Regions from separate parts of the Mus musculus genome. Here all the other regions are linked to region 3. Evidence: chromatin contacts called from public Hi-C and HiChIP or PLAC-seq data. All regions are on one chromosome and are shown on one strand. The core of a region is the stretch at or near the end of the contact, and the rest is flanking DNA. Distances in the headings are between cores, read along the strand shown. Region 1 overlaps Atp2c2 (ATPase, Ca++ transporting, type 2C, member 2). Region 2 overlaps Usp10 (ubiquitin specific peptidase 10). Region 3 holds the start of Osgin1 (oxidative stress induced growth inhibitor 1).

Region 1 (3,899 bases), core at 704-3,203, 310 kb before region 3:
GCTCGCTGCCAGCCTGGCAGACCCTGTCTCAAGGGAACAAGTGGAGAGTCACAGAAGACACTAACACCCTCTTCTGACCTCTTACCTTCATGGCCAGCACCACCAAGGCCCCTTCTGTGGGCTGCCCCATTACGGCGTTCTTCCTGATGACAGCGTTGTTGGCCACGCAGCCTGCCTGAAGGTGGGGAGGGTAGCAATATCTGCAGTCAGTATTGGGAAGCAGCACCCACCCTGGGCTCACTCGCACCATGAAAAGGCTGGGCCCTGCAGGCATGGCCTTACCGCTGGGCCAGGCTATGAGAGTGTCCTTTAAATCAGCCAGTGACCCAGACACACACAGGTGTGTGCTCCCCTCCCCTCCCCCACACTCAGGACTGGAACTCAGCGCCTCTCACATGCTGGGCAAGGCTTCTCCCACCGAACCGTACCCCAGACTTAGTTTTAGTTTTTTGATTTTACATTTTGAGGTAGGGCTGGCTAAGTTGCCCAGGCTGGCCTTGAACTTGCAGTTCTCTCGCAATGCCAGAGAAAACTCTGCATTGCAATGATTGCGGCGATTGCAGTGCATCTCTCGGGATGCCAGGCCTGTACCACCAGGATAGGAAATGGCTTAGGAGGAGTGCTGCTCCCTGAAGCTGTCATAGCGGAGCACCTGGCACAGGTGGCCTGGGGTCTGAGGTGGGGTGGTGGGGTGGCAGTGACCGCTAGTAGGGTCTCTACTTGGAGTGACACCATGCTCTGGCGCTGGAGAGTGGCGGTGACTACACACAGGAGGTTGAGCAGACATCACTAAGCCACAGGCTTTTATGGAAGTGTTCTGCAGCAACAAGCTTAGGGAGGGCGAGATCTAGATAAGAAACTGACTAAGCATGAACAATGGCCACTTCTCTGCTGCACTGGGGCTGAGCTCAGCCCTCCAGGGGTGACTCTGACTTTGTTCCTGAATCTGTAAGGCTGGAGCTGAGGGGGCTGAGGGGAAGGGAGAGAAGGCAGCAGGACCCATGTGAGAGGGAGGACTGCTGGGGAGGAGGGAGACTCTGACTTCCTGGAGGCTGCCTGTCACACAGAGAGGGCAGATGACTTAAGTGGAGGAGGACCGAGATCTCCACTCAGGAGCCCAGCCAGGTTCCAGCCTTCCTTTCCCCTTTGCCTTCCTATCCACTTAGGAGTGATGTCCGTCAGAAGGGACCCCCTGAGGTCAGCCAGTCATCCCGCTTCATTTCAGGCAAGCCACACACTGTTCCACTACAGCCACCACCCAATTCTCACCTCCACCAGCTTCCCCACTGACACGTTGTCAAATCCTTTGATTACTTCCTTAGATGGCAGAAGGCACACAGTCCCTTCTCCGCTGTATCCGACACCACTGACCTGGAAGGACATGGCAGGAGGGTGTCATCAAGAGCCTACCTCCCTACCCCCGAAACCCTGGATGGCATAAGTTCCCTCTCCTAGGGTCTACCCCAAAGTCATAAGCCTACACATGAGGGTAACCCTGCAGACTGTCGGCTGCCCAGACTCCTTCCCTTATGGTGGAGGTTGCGTGTACTACGGCAATCGGCTACAAGTGCTCCTGGTGGAGGCTGTGGCTACACAAGGGTCACACAAGCTGAGGTGCATATAGAGAGGGCTTAGAAGAAACTGTACCCTAAGCCAAGAGGAAACACTGAGCCTTCTGCAGCTCATAAACCTCTATCAGTGAAGACGGTGCAAGATGGGGCTGAAAAGCAGCCAGCCATGTAACGTTTACAGATCGGCGTGGGCAGCGTGCCAAGACAGTGTTATTGAGAGGTGGCCCGAGGGGTGGCCAGTGGCTAAGAGTGGTCTTATAAGGGACCCACATTCAGTTCCCAGCACCACCACTAGATGGCTTCAAACTGCTTGTAACACCAGCTTGGGGGTGGGATGGGGGACTCCATTGCCTTCTTGTGGCCTCTAAGGTCACTGCATTTATGTGTATACACTGGCACACAGGCGTATAGACACGCACACATATAATCTTTAAAACGTGGGGGGTGGCGTATGGGCGGGGGGAGAAGAATATTTTATTGACAAGAGCAGGCCATGGCCTGAGAGCCCCCACTTGGTGACCCTTTGCTCTGGAAAGCTCCACAGAAAAATATCCATACCCCAAACTGCTGGTTAAGGGAGCGTACAGCTGTGCCCTGGGAGAGACAGAGAACAGTGACTCAGGGTCAGTTTGTCATGGGTGGTGACAGGTCCTTCTGTAGCCTTTAAATTTTGTAAAGAGCTGGGTGTGGTGCCTCATGCCTGGAACTCCATCATATGGTAAGCTGAGACAAGAGATTTACTACGCAGTAAATCCTGGGCTACACAGTGACTTCAGCACACCCCAGCCCAGGCTACAGAGTGAAACTTTGTTTCAAAAAAAGCTCCAAGGCAGACAGGCCTAGAGGATCAAGCCTGTCGTCCTAGCTACTAGAGAGGCCGAGACAGGTGATCTCAAGTTCAAAGTCAGCTTGGCTACAAAGTAAGACCTTGTCTCCAAATAAAATTGAACCAGGAGCCAGGGAGTACAGCTCAGTAGCAGAGTGTTTTCCCAGCATGCCCGGTGATTCTCAGTACTGCAAAATCGGGCTGGGATGTTAATGAGGGGCTGGGAGTGTGGTTCAATAGTACTGTGCCTGTCTAGCATGGAGGGAGACCCTGGGTTCCATCCTGCAAAAATATAAAAAGTAAAATTTGACAATTAAAAAAAAATCAGAGAGGAGCAGAGCGGTGGTGGTCTGTGCCTTTAATCCCAGCACTCAGGAGACTGAGGCAGGTGGGTCTCAGAGTTGAAAATAAATGAATAAATAAATAAATAAATCAAATCAAAGAGGCCATCTTAAATTGGTCACAATACTTTCTTAGACCAACCCCCAAGGTGTTTATTTCTTCCTTGTTGTTCCAGAGGACTCTTGTCATTTCCCTGGGCAGGAGAGGGCTGGCAGGGCACACCTTGGTCTCCTGCCTTGCGAGAGAACATGAGACTTACCTCGGCATGGAACCCATCAGATGTGACAAGCTGAGTGGCTGTCATTTCGTTGGCTGTCAGAGTGCCTGTCTTGTCAGAGCAGATGACATTACAGCAACCTGGCACCAAAGAGACAGGTTTAGAGAGATGAGCTGTCACCAGGTCTGGGTGACATACATGCTTTAAGCCCCGGGTTCATACAGTCCAACCCCACACCGCCTCCCTGACTCAGTCTGCATGGGAGGGAGAGCCCTCACCAAGAGTCTCTACAATGGGCAGCTTCTTCACGATGACCCGCTTCTTCGCCATCCGCAGCACCCCCAGGACCAGTGTCACCATGACAACGATGGGCAGCCCCTCTGGAATGGCTGCCACCGCCAGGCTGGGTAGAAAAGTCGAACCAGACTTAACACACCAAAGGGTGATATGAATATCAGTGGCGCTGGTGGGGATTTCATCTAGCGAAGCTAGTCTTTGTCCCTGGTGAACATTTTATTCTATTCAATTTCTTTTTTTCTTTTCTTTGTAAAAAGATGTATTTATTATTATACATAAGTACACTGTAGCTGTCTTCAGACGCACCAGAAGAGGGTGTCAGATTCATTACAGATGGTTGTGAGCCACCATGTGGTTGCAGGGATTTTGAACTCAGGACCTCTGGAAGAGAAGTCAGTGCTCTTAACCACTGAGCCATCTCGCCAGCCCTCTATTCAATTTCTAATCCCACGATGCACTGGTCTCCTTCACTATTTCTGCCCTGACCACATCCTTGGTAAACTGTGACTCTCCAGTCATGTTAGTGTGAATTGATGCCTGCTGCATCTTTTAGCATTTCAACCATTCTCCCTTATGAGGTAGAGTTTCTGGGGAGGCGCTCAGTAGTTCAGTGAAGGCGGTGGCTTTTGGTGCACAGACTTTTCTC
Region 2 (3,812 bases), core at 745-3,244, 510 kb before region 3:
GGAGGCACTGGCATGTTAGTGAACTCATTCATGAGCCGAACACTAGATGGAGAAAGAGCAAAGCAGAACTCACGTTAGGAGCAGGCCTGGGCACGGTGGCACATTAACCAGCAGCTAGAACAGCACCCAGGAGCTCTTATGTTAAAATCTACACATGTTATGGGACCATTTCCAGATGGCATTTTAAGCTGGTAAACAGTACGGGGTTTCCTACGGAATCTGAAGGGCAGCAAACTCTCCAGTTATATTCCACATCAACTTCCATAGAAAATCCCAACAACATCTCCCTTTAAAGGAGAATTCCAGAGGCTGGAGTTCAGAGACTTGTTGCTCTTACAAGGGACCAGGGTTCAGTTCTCAATACCCACTGCCAGCTCACAAGTAGCTGTAATTCCAGGTTCAGGGGGTCCAAAGTCTTCTGACCGCCACTGCCCACACGTGGCATGTGCCCTTACATGTATGCAGGCAAAGCACGCATTCACATGAACTTAAGAGCAGGGCGGGGGAGATGGTGGAGCACTCGTCTGTAGCAAATCAAGAACTGAGAGCTGGCGTCAGCCCCGGGAGCACCTGCTCGGCCAAACCGCTCGTTCCCATCACCGCAGGGAGAGCCCCCGACCACTGGCACGTGTGCGAGCGCTTTACTTACAAGCTATCTATCATGGGCGTTGATGTGCAAGGCCGCTGCACTTTTGAGTACAGAGGAATGAACTTCATCAGGTGATACATCGGAGGGCAAGCCACCAATGCCTGCAGGGTCTAAATGTCGGTAAGGAAGTGTAAAGGAAATGAAACAGACACAGAGGAACTTTTCTAAAAGGCACGTAAAAAAAAAAAAAAGATAAGCCAAGGACACTCAGCTACGTGGATATGTAAACACAAAGAGGAGTAAACCACATGAGAAGACAGCTGCCTTGTAAAGGCCATGTAAGGATCCTCTCTCTGTCGGCCGGCTGCAGGACACTCAAGAGCCTAGCTAGCTGAACAAAACACTCCCACTAGTTAGAGCAAAGCCTCTAGTTCTACGCGGCCATTCTGTCCTACTGTCTACCACCACTCCAATGAGAATAGAACATGCCCGACTCTACCCTTCATAAGCCAACAGATCAATCCTCGGACAGAGGGCGGAGAGGCTCCAGAGTACCACCGACCATGAGGCAGGCAGAGTGATGGCCCAGTCTCCGTGCTCAGAGCGCAGGCCGGCAGCCCTGGGGACGCTGCGGCAATCAAACACACCCAGACGGGAGAGTGGGCATGGTGGCCAGGCGCAGGGTTGGCAGCCAGGAAGGATACGGCATTAATGTAGCACCAGTTTCCTTTATTGATCAGCCCACGGGGTTGCAATGACACTGGCTTATGTATTAGGGTTACAGTCTCCAATAACTCTGCAAGAGTGAAGAAGCAAATGAAGACATTAACATTGCAGTCAGAATCCATGCACGGCGTTTCTGAAGTGCTGAGAGTCCTTCAGAAGAGCGTGTCCTCCGAAAGCCTTCACTTAGCACCGCTTTGTTACTAAGTTGGGGTGCAGGGGTGGGGGGCAGTTGTCTTGAACATCAACATTTACAGTTATCCTCTCAGTTTACACTAGGACGCTCCATGGCCAGAGACACCGACACAATAGCTAGCAGCAGAGAGCGGAGGTGGAAGACACTGGCATCCCCACCAAGGCTGACAGCATGCTTCACCAGCTGCTAAGTCCTCTGGATACCAGCTTCAAAGGGACTGTGGGGCAGGAGTGTGCCACCGGGCTCCCAGAAAACCCGGCAGACCACAGTGGGCGCTCAATGGCCGAGTATTAAGTGACAGCAGCAGCTCCTGCCAATCATGGAAGTGAGATCAGCCATTGGTCCACTAACTCCTCACTCCATTCAGAAGTGGGTGGGGCTTCTCTCCTGACACCCCGGAAACCACTTTTTTACAGCTTTAAGAAAGCTGTAAGCTGAGGAAGCACAGTGGGTGGCTTGATGTGGCTCCCATAGATCACTTTATCTGAGAAACTAAACCATTACAGGCTCCAGAGAAGCACCAGACACAGCCACTGAGAGCAGCCCCTTAGTGAAAGGTGTGCAGATCTAAGACAGGAAGACGCATGCTGACAGCTCCCACCAGTCCTGGAGCTGTCCAGTAACACTCAACTGCATAGTCATAACTCTGCCAAAAAGGGACTCTGACACCTCCTCTTACAGATGAGAAAACTGAAGTCACAGCACTGAGCCAGATACAACTGTGGGTCTACCTGGTGGGCTCAGCCGTTCCTAGCACTTGCTGCCAGGCCTGATGATCTGAGTTCACAGCCCCTTGTGGTAGAAACACAACCAACTTCCACAGCCTGACCTCACAAGCACACACACTTGTACATACACACAAACATGCTTGCAAGCACAGAAGGAACAAATAAGTCTAAGGAAGAAATGTTTTTAAATATTATGTAAGGCGGGACGCCCTCTTTCCCCCTCCCACTGCCTTCTGCCACCTGTTCTTGGGCTAAACAAGGATCCATAGTACAGCAATGATCACAGTAACCTCCAAACCTGTGTGTTCAAACAAAAACACACCCCAAAGCAACACCACAGGCTCTACAGCAGCCATCAACGGTGTGGCAAGCTTTTACAGAATTAGAAGCTAGGTCTTCCTACCATGGCTGACCTCTGTAAGAACAGCTAATGCATCCCGCGTGCACCCAAGCCTGCAACTAGCCCCGCTCCAGGCCAGCTCAGACAGGTAATGAAGGGCTCACTGTCCCGGACAGCACCACAGACTGTAAAAGAGTCTGGGGAGTATGCTTCACCTACAGATATACCAAGAGAACAGCTAGATGACTGGAGGCGCAGACATCAGAAAATAGGCAGTGGGGGAAAGGTGTCTGTCTATCCGGAGTAACATAAAGGACAGCAGGAAGTATGAACACTGAATGGCGACTTACACATAGGTATCAGCGTGCTGCAGTCCCAATACTCCCACGGTCACGCACAACCTTCAGGTTCAGGGTGCAGACTAATGGTATCAATATGAAGAAGCAAGCCAGAGATCTGGGTAAGAAGGTGGAAGCCAGTGTACACTGCTCAGTGGGATGCCTGGCCCAGGAGTTAGAGCCACATGGGCGGAGAAAATTCTGTTTTCCTAGTGAAGGCAAAGCCTTCTTGCGTCAGTTGAAGGTCGGAAGGGGTGGGGTACCATGATATTCACACCTGCTTTGGCACGGGCACTGACTGGGCCACATTTTTAAAAAATGAGAGACCTATGTGATGACGCTTGCCTGTAATCCCGGCACTTCGGAGGCAACGGTGGGCATCAGGAGTTCATGATCACTACACAGCAAGTTAGTTCCAGGGCTACAGAGAGACTGCAGGCTAAGGCGAGAATCTCCCCAAATTTGTGGGTACCTGACCTGGGTACAGTATGCAGTGAAGTGGCAGAAACAAAAGACACTGCTTTAAAGACAAGATAGGTGAAAGTAAGACCTTGCTCCCTAAAAGCTGACTCTGACACCACGAGATGCCTTTGGCAAGCATGCACACCCACTCACACATACGTGAAAACACACACACCGTAAGACTAGTGGTGTGGGTGTGCTGCATCAGTGTAAAAAAGAACCCAGCACCACATGTGACAGAGCTAATTCCTTTTCAAAAGGGAATTGGGTAAGCGGGTTGCGCTAAGCCCTAGAACAAACCTCTGTGGACCAGAGTGACCTCAACAGCCTGGGGGCTCCCACAGGTGACACAGGAGAATGCAATCCAATCTGAAGCCAGCTCTAATCAACTCCTTCCCAACTGGGAAACCACATGTTCAAGGCTCATTTCTGCATG
Region 3 (3,630 bases), core at 119-2,618:
CACACTCCTGTCAAAAGCAGATGTCTGTAATCCTAGGTCTGGAGAGACAAACACAGGAGGGCCCCTGGAGATCACCCGCCAGAGAGCTGAATGACAGGCTCCAGGTTCAGTCCAGGAGAGGGAAGCCTGGAGGGAAGTGGCCCTGCAGGTAACTTGTTGTACAAGGGCAGTGACTTATGGGCAGGCAGCACTCACATAAAGATGGAAGGAGAAAGCTGACCCCTGACCCCTGACTCCTGGCGGGGGGGGGGGGGAGGGGTGGCTGTCTGATTTCTACACGTGTTCTTGTGCTCTCTCTAGCAATAATAATAATAATGATAGTGATAATAGAATGAAAAAGAAGGTGTGGACAGTGACTGAGGAAGACGCTAGCCATCGACCTCTGACCCCACAGGTATGAGCACATAAAAAATGAGTTTCTCAGAAGTGGCGATAGTTGCCCTGGTGTAACACTGCAGACATTTCTAAGGTTATGAAATCGTCATGCCAGGGAGGGCTGGGAACCATATACCATTTGTCTCTAAAAATGCCACCACCACCCCCAAGAGCTGGGGGTTTCTTATCCCCACTTCATGAATGAAACTGAGGTTGGGGAAAATGGAAGGGGAGGGGACATCTCGTCTAGGTCCTAGACAGCCTCGTTTGGGATCCTTTCCCCTCCATTCCCAAATAAAGCAACAGGTAGCAGTGACAGCTGCTAGTGACACAAAGCCCTGGGGCAGGAGGAAGTGTGCAGTCAGCCAAGTGTTACCTGGCCTTAGTCACAGTGAACCCTCGTTCCAAGTGCCTGCTCCACCTGGGCCCAAGGGTGCCTGATGGCCCAACCTCCACGGTCCACCACTTTCTCCACCGCACCTTCCGTAAACCGAGTACCCAGGAACCCTCGGCTGTGCTTGTCTGAGCCTGGTACCTAGGACCCACTGGAGCACCTCGCCAGGCTGGAGACACAGTGGCCATTGGTGCCTCGAAGGAGCAAGGCTACCCATGCTCCTTCCTGCCGGAACAGCTATTTCACGAGTTAGGATTAGGCTGCTAAGCCAGGGGCCGCTGGGGGAGAGTGTCCCAGACACTTAACCATGGCCATCGCTGGAGGTGCAGGGAGGACTCCCAGAGTCCTCCTCAGGACCAGTCAGTGTACACCCCGGCTTTCCTGACCCCCGTCTGCCCACCCTTGCCCCATAGCTATTGTTTCCCACCCACAGCCTTGCCCGGACCACTCACCTGATGGATGGTAGATAGCTGGAGGGAGCTGGTGAGCCTGGGTTGTCTGGACACTCAGAGGAACTTGGTCACACGGTGAGAGACTTTGTCACGGTGCCCTGCTGCAAGAACAGGATGCCCATTAGCCCTGGGGATCCCAGAGGCTGTGCGAGGCCCAAGGCTAGCAGGGGTATTTCACAGCGGGGCAGGGAGGAGGCGGAGGCAGGGGCGGGACCAGGAAAATCACTTTCATAAGCGTGAGTCAGCAGGGGCCCCTGGGTGAATGAACTTGGCCCTGGCCAGTCTTAAAGGGCCCCTGCTGGCCAGTTCCTCCCTTCCCGGGTTCAGTTTGAAGGAGGAACTAGGGAATCTTGAAAGAGACCACTAGGTCTCTTCCTTACCAGTGAGTGGTAGGCTTCTGAGAAATAGCTGGCCAGCTGGCTTCTGAACTCCAGAAAGCTCTGATCTTCCACTCACTTCCCACCCCAGCGTGTGGGGAGAGGGGACACGGGTGTGTGCAGAAAAAACCCTCAGTCACTGGTCAACCCCGACAACTCCCACTCAGCGACTTCCTGGTTGGAGACTCTGAACAAACCTCAGTTTCCCCATCTGAAAAGTGGGGTTGAGTTGGACTCCCTCATGTGTGCGTGCATGCGCATGTGAGTGTGTGTCCGTCCTCCCTGGTCCTTATAGACTTCTCTTCCTGTAGGGGGTCACGCCAGTCTGCTGGCCGGTTCTTGTGGTCCGTGAACGGAAGCTGGGTCCTAGGGAGACATCCCTTACTGCACACTGGGTCTGGAATAGCGCTTTTCCATATGGAGCCTTGGCTCAAGAGAAGGAAGTTGGGCAGTGGTTTAGGTCGGTGCACTCACCTTGGTGGCCATTGTTCCTGTCCTGATCAGCTGTCACTCTACCACCAGGACCAGAACTGGGGAGGGGCGGTGGGGGGGGAGTGTCAGGCTCTCACTCTAAGTACCCAAGAGACTACTCAGCGATTAAGAGCACTGGCTGCTCTTCCAGAGATTCTGAGTTCAATTCTCAGCAACCACATGGTGGCTCACAACCATCTGTAATGGGATTTGATGCCCTCTTCTGGTATGTCTGAAGACAGAACACTCATATATATTACATAAACAATTCTTTAAAAAAAAAAAAGGAACTCATTAAACAAAGTGACACTTTGGTACAATTTTCTAAAGAAAAAAAATTAAGTAAAGAATACAAATTCCAGAAAAAGAAAACTTCAGAGTTGTAAAGAAAGACGGGGTCCTTGGGCCCACCTCGTGGAACATCCTTCGGCTGCAAGAGTCTTGGCTGCTAGCACAGCATTTTGATTTAAAAAATGATATTTTGTTTTTCTTGGATTAAAAGAATGATTATTCAAAATACCGCATATAGGTTTTGGGGAATAGATCAGTAGAACCTGTGCCTAGCATTGCATGAGACCCTAGGTTGAAGGCCAAGTACCATTGTGCACTGATATGTTCAAACCCTGGGCTCGGGGCTGGGAGATGGCTCAGTGGAGAACACTTGCCCAACATGCTCAAAGCCCTGGCTTCAGTCCCCAGGACTGCTAAACACACGGAACCCCTGAGCCCTAGTCTGTGCCAGCAGTCTCAATGGGAGAGTCTGTTCCCCGGGGAGTACCTAGTGCACCATAAACTGGCGGAGGGGCACATCCTGCAGGGGTGGGTGAAGAGGGACGCCATCCTGGGGTGAGTAGTTAGGAGGCAGAGTGGGCAAGGCTGGCTGCTGACCTGGGTTTAAGGGAAAGGTCAGGCACGGCTCAAGGATCTGGTCCTAGAAGCTACTGCTCCCCTGGGGGATCCTGGGCTGCAATTTTTGCTTAGGGCTTTGTGGTCAGAATCTTGGTTTAATGCTCTGGTGTCTCCTTAACATTCTTGGTCATTTCTTTTAAAACAAGGACCATGCATTCTGCATGTCCCTTTTCCACTAGGCTGGGCAGCTTTCCCTAGCCTGAATGGGAGCTGCCTTGGGTTTAGCTCTTCTGCTGAGACACTCCCTTTAGTGCTGAGGTACCCTTAGAGGCTTCGTTTAAGCCCGGGCTCGGTAACAGAAACTTCAGAGATCCCTGCTACAGGCTGCTGCTCTCTGCGGGTGTGTTTTTGAGACCTGGGGTGAGACCCTCTGTGGACATCTATGGTCTTAAAGTGTCCTTCCCACACATCAGGCCTGGAGTGGGGCTCTGAACTCAGGAGGGGAGATCCTGAGCGCTGGAGCGTGGTTGCAGGGCATAGGCGGGTCTGGCTGCACCCTGTCCCCATTGTCACCCATGTATGCTTTCACATCCCACAGTGCTTGGTGGCAACCTACCCATGCTTTTGGATATGTAAACTGAGCCAGAGAGAGCATGAACCCAGGGCCAGCGACTTCTGCTTTGGAGGCTCAGCTGTTCAGGGGGAAACTGGA

What was found. A called contact is a pair of places that touch in the nucleus more often than the background predicts. HiChIP or PLAC-seq counts read pairs in DNA pulled down with a chosen protein or histone mark.
Region 1: a FOXA1 HiChIP or PLAC-seq map of pancreatic cancer cells shows a contact between it and region 3. The contact joins the enhancer-like site here to the promoter of Osgin1 in region 3. A contact is called at or near these places in 6 of 39 promoter capture datasets (cranial neural crest, embryonic stem cells, hippocampal neurons and 2 more) and 2 of 115 datasets of contacts at active chromatin or transcription factors (memory CD8 T cells and pancreatic cancer cells).
Region 2: a Hi-C map of regulatory T cells shows a contact between it and region 3, with 4 times the contacts expected there. The contact joins the enhancer-like site here to the promoter of Osgin1 in region 3. A contact is called at or near these places in 5 of 39 promoter capture datasets (frontonasal cranial neural crest, hippocampal neurons, liver and 2 more), 1 of 484 Hi-C or Micro-C datasets (regulatory T cells), 1 of 115 datasets of contacts at active chromatin or transcription factors (thymic regulatory T cells) and 1 of 9 other capture datasets (embryonic stem cells).

What each region holds. Positions count from the first base shown.
Region 1 is chr8:119,741,790-119,745,688 of GRCm38.p6, reverse strand. It overlaps Atp2c2 (ATPase, Ca++ transporting, type 2C, member 2), which reads right to left. Exons shown (of 27, transcript NM_026922.1): 12 at 3,235-3,359; 13 at 2,999-3,096; 14 at 1,270-1,371; 15 at 86-175. Among named protein-coding and RNA genes, the nearest start is that of Meak7, 35 kb to the left of the region's middle. Within about 2 kb of position 1,953, at least 30 of the 459 cell types and tissues checked have an H3K27ac peak or open chromatin away from gene starts, as enhancers often do. A contact at or near this core is called in pancreatic cancer cells, where this site is marked.
Region 2 is chr8:119,944,648-119,948,459 of GRCm38.p6, reverse strand. Usp10 (ubiquitin specific peptidase 10) reads right to left here. Exons shown (of 14, transcript NM_009462.2): 5 at 1,294-1,385; 6 at 650-759; 7 at 1-42. Among named protein-coding and RNA genes, the nearest start is that of Usp10, 36 kb to the right of the region's middle. Within about 2 kb of position 1,994, at least 38 of the 459 cell types and tissues checked have an H3K27ac peak or open chromatin away from gene starts, as enhancers often do. A contact at or near this core is called in regulatory T cells and thymic regulatory T cells, where this site is marked.
Region 3 is chr8:119,434,885-119,438,514 of GRCm38.p6, reverse strand. Osgin1 (oxidative stress induced growth inhibitor 1) reads right to left here and starts at 1,368. Exons shown (of 6, transcript NM_027950.2): 1 at 1,222-1,368.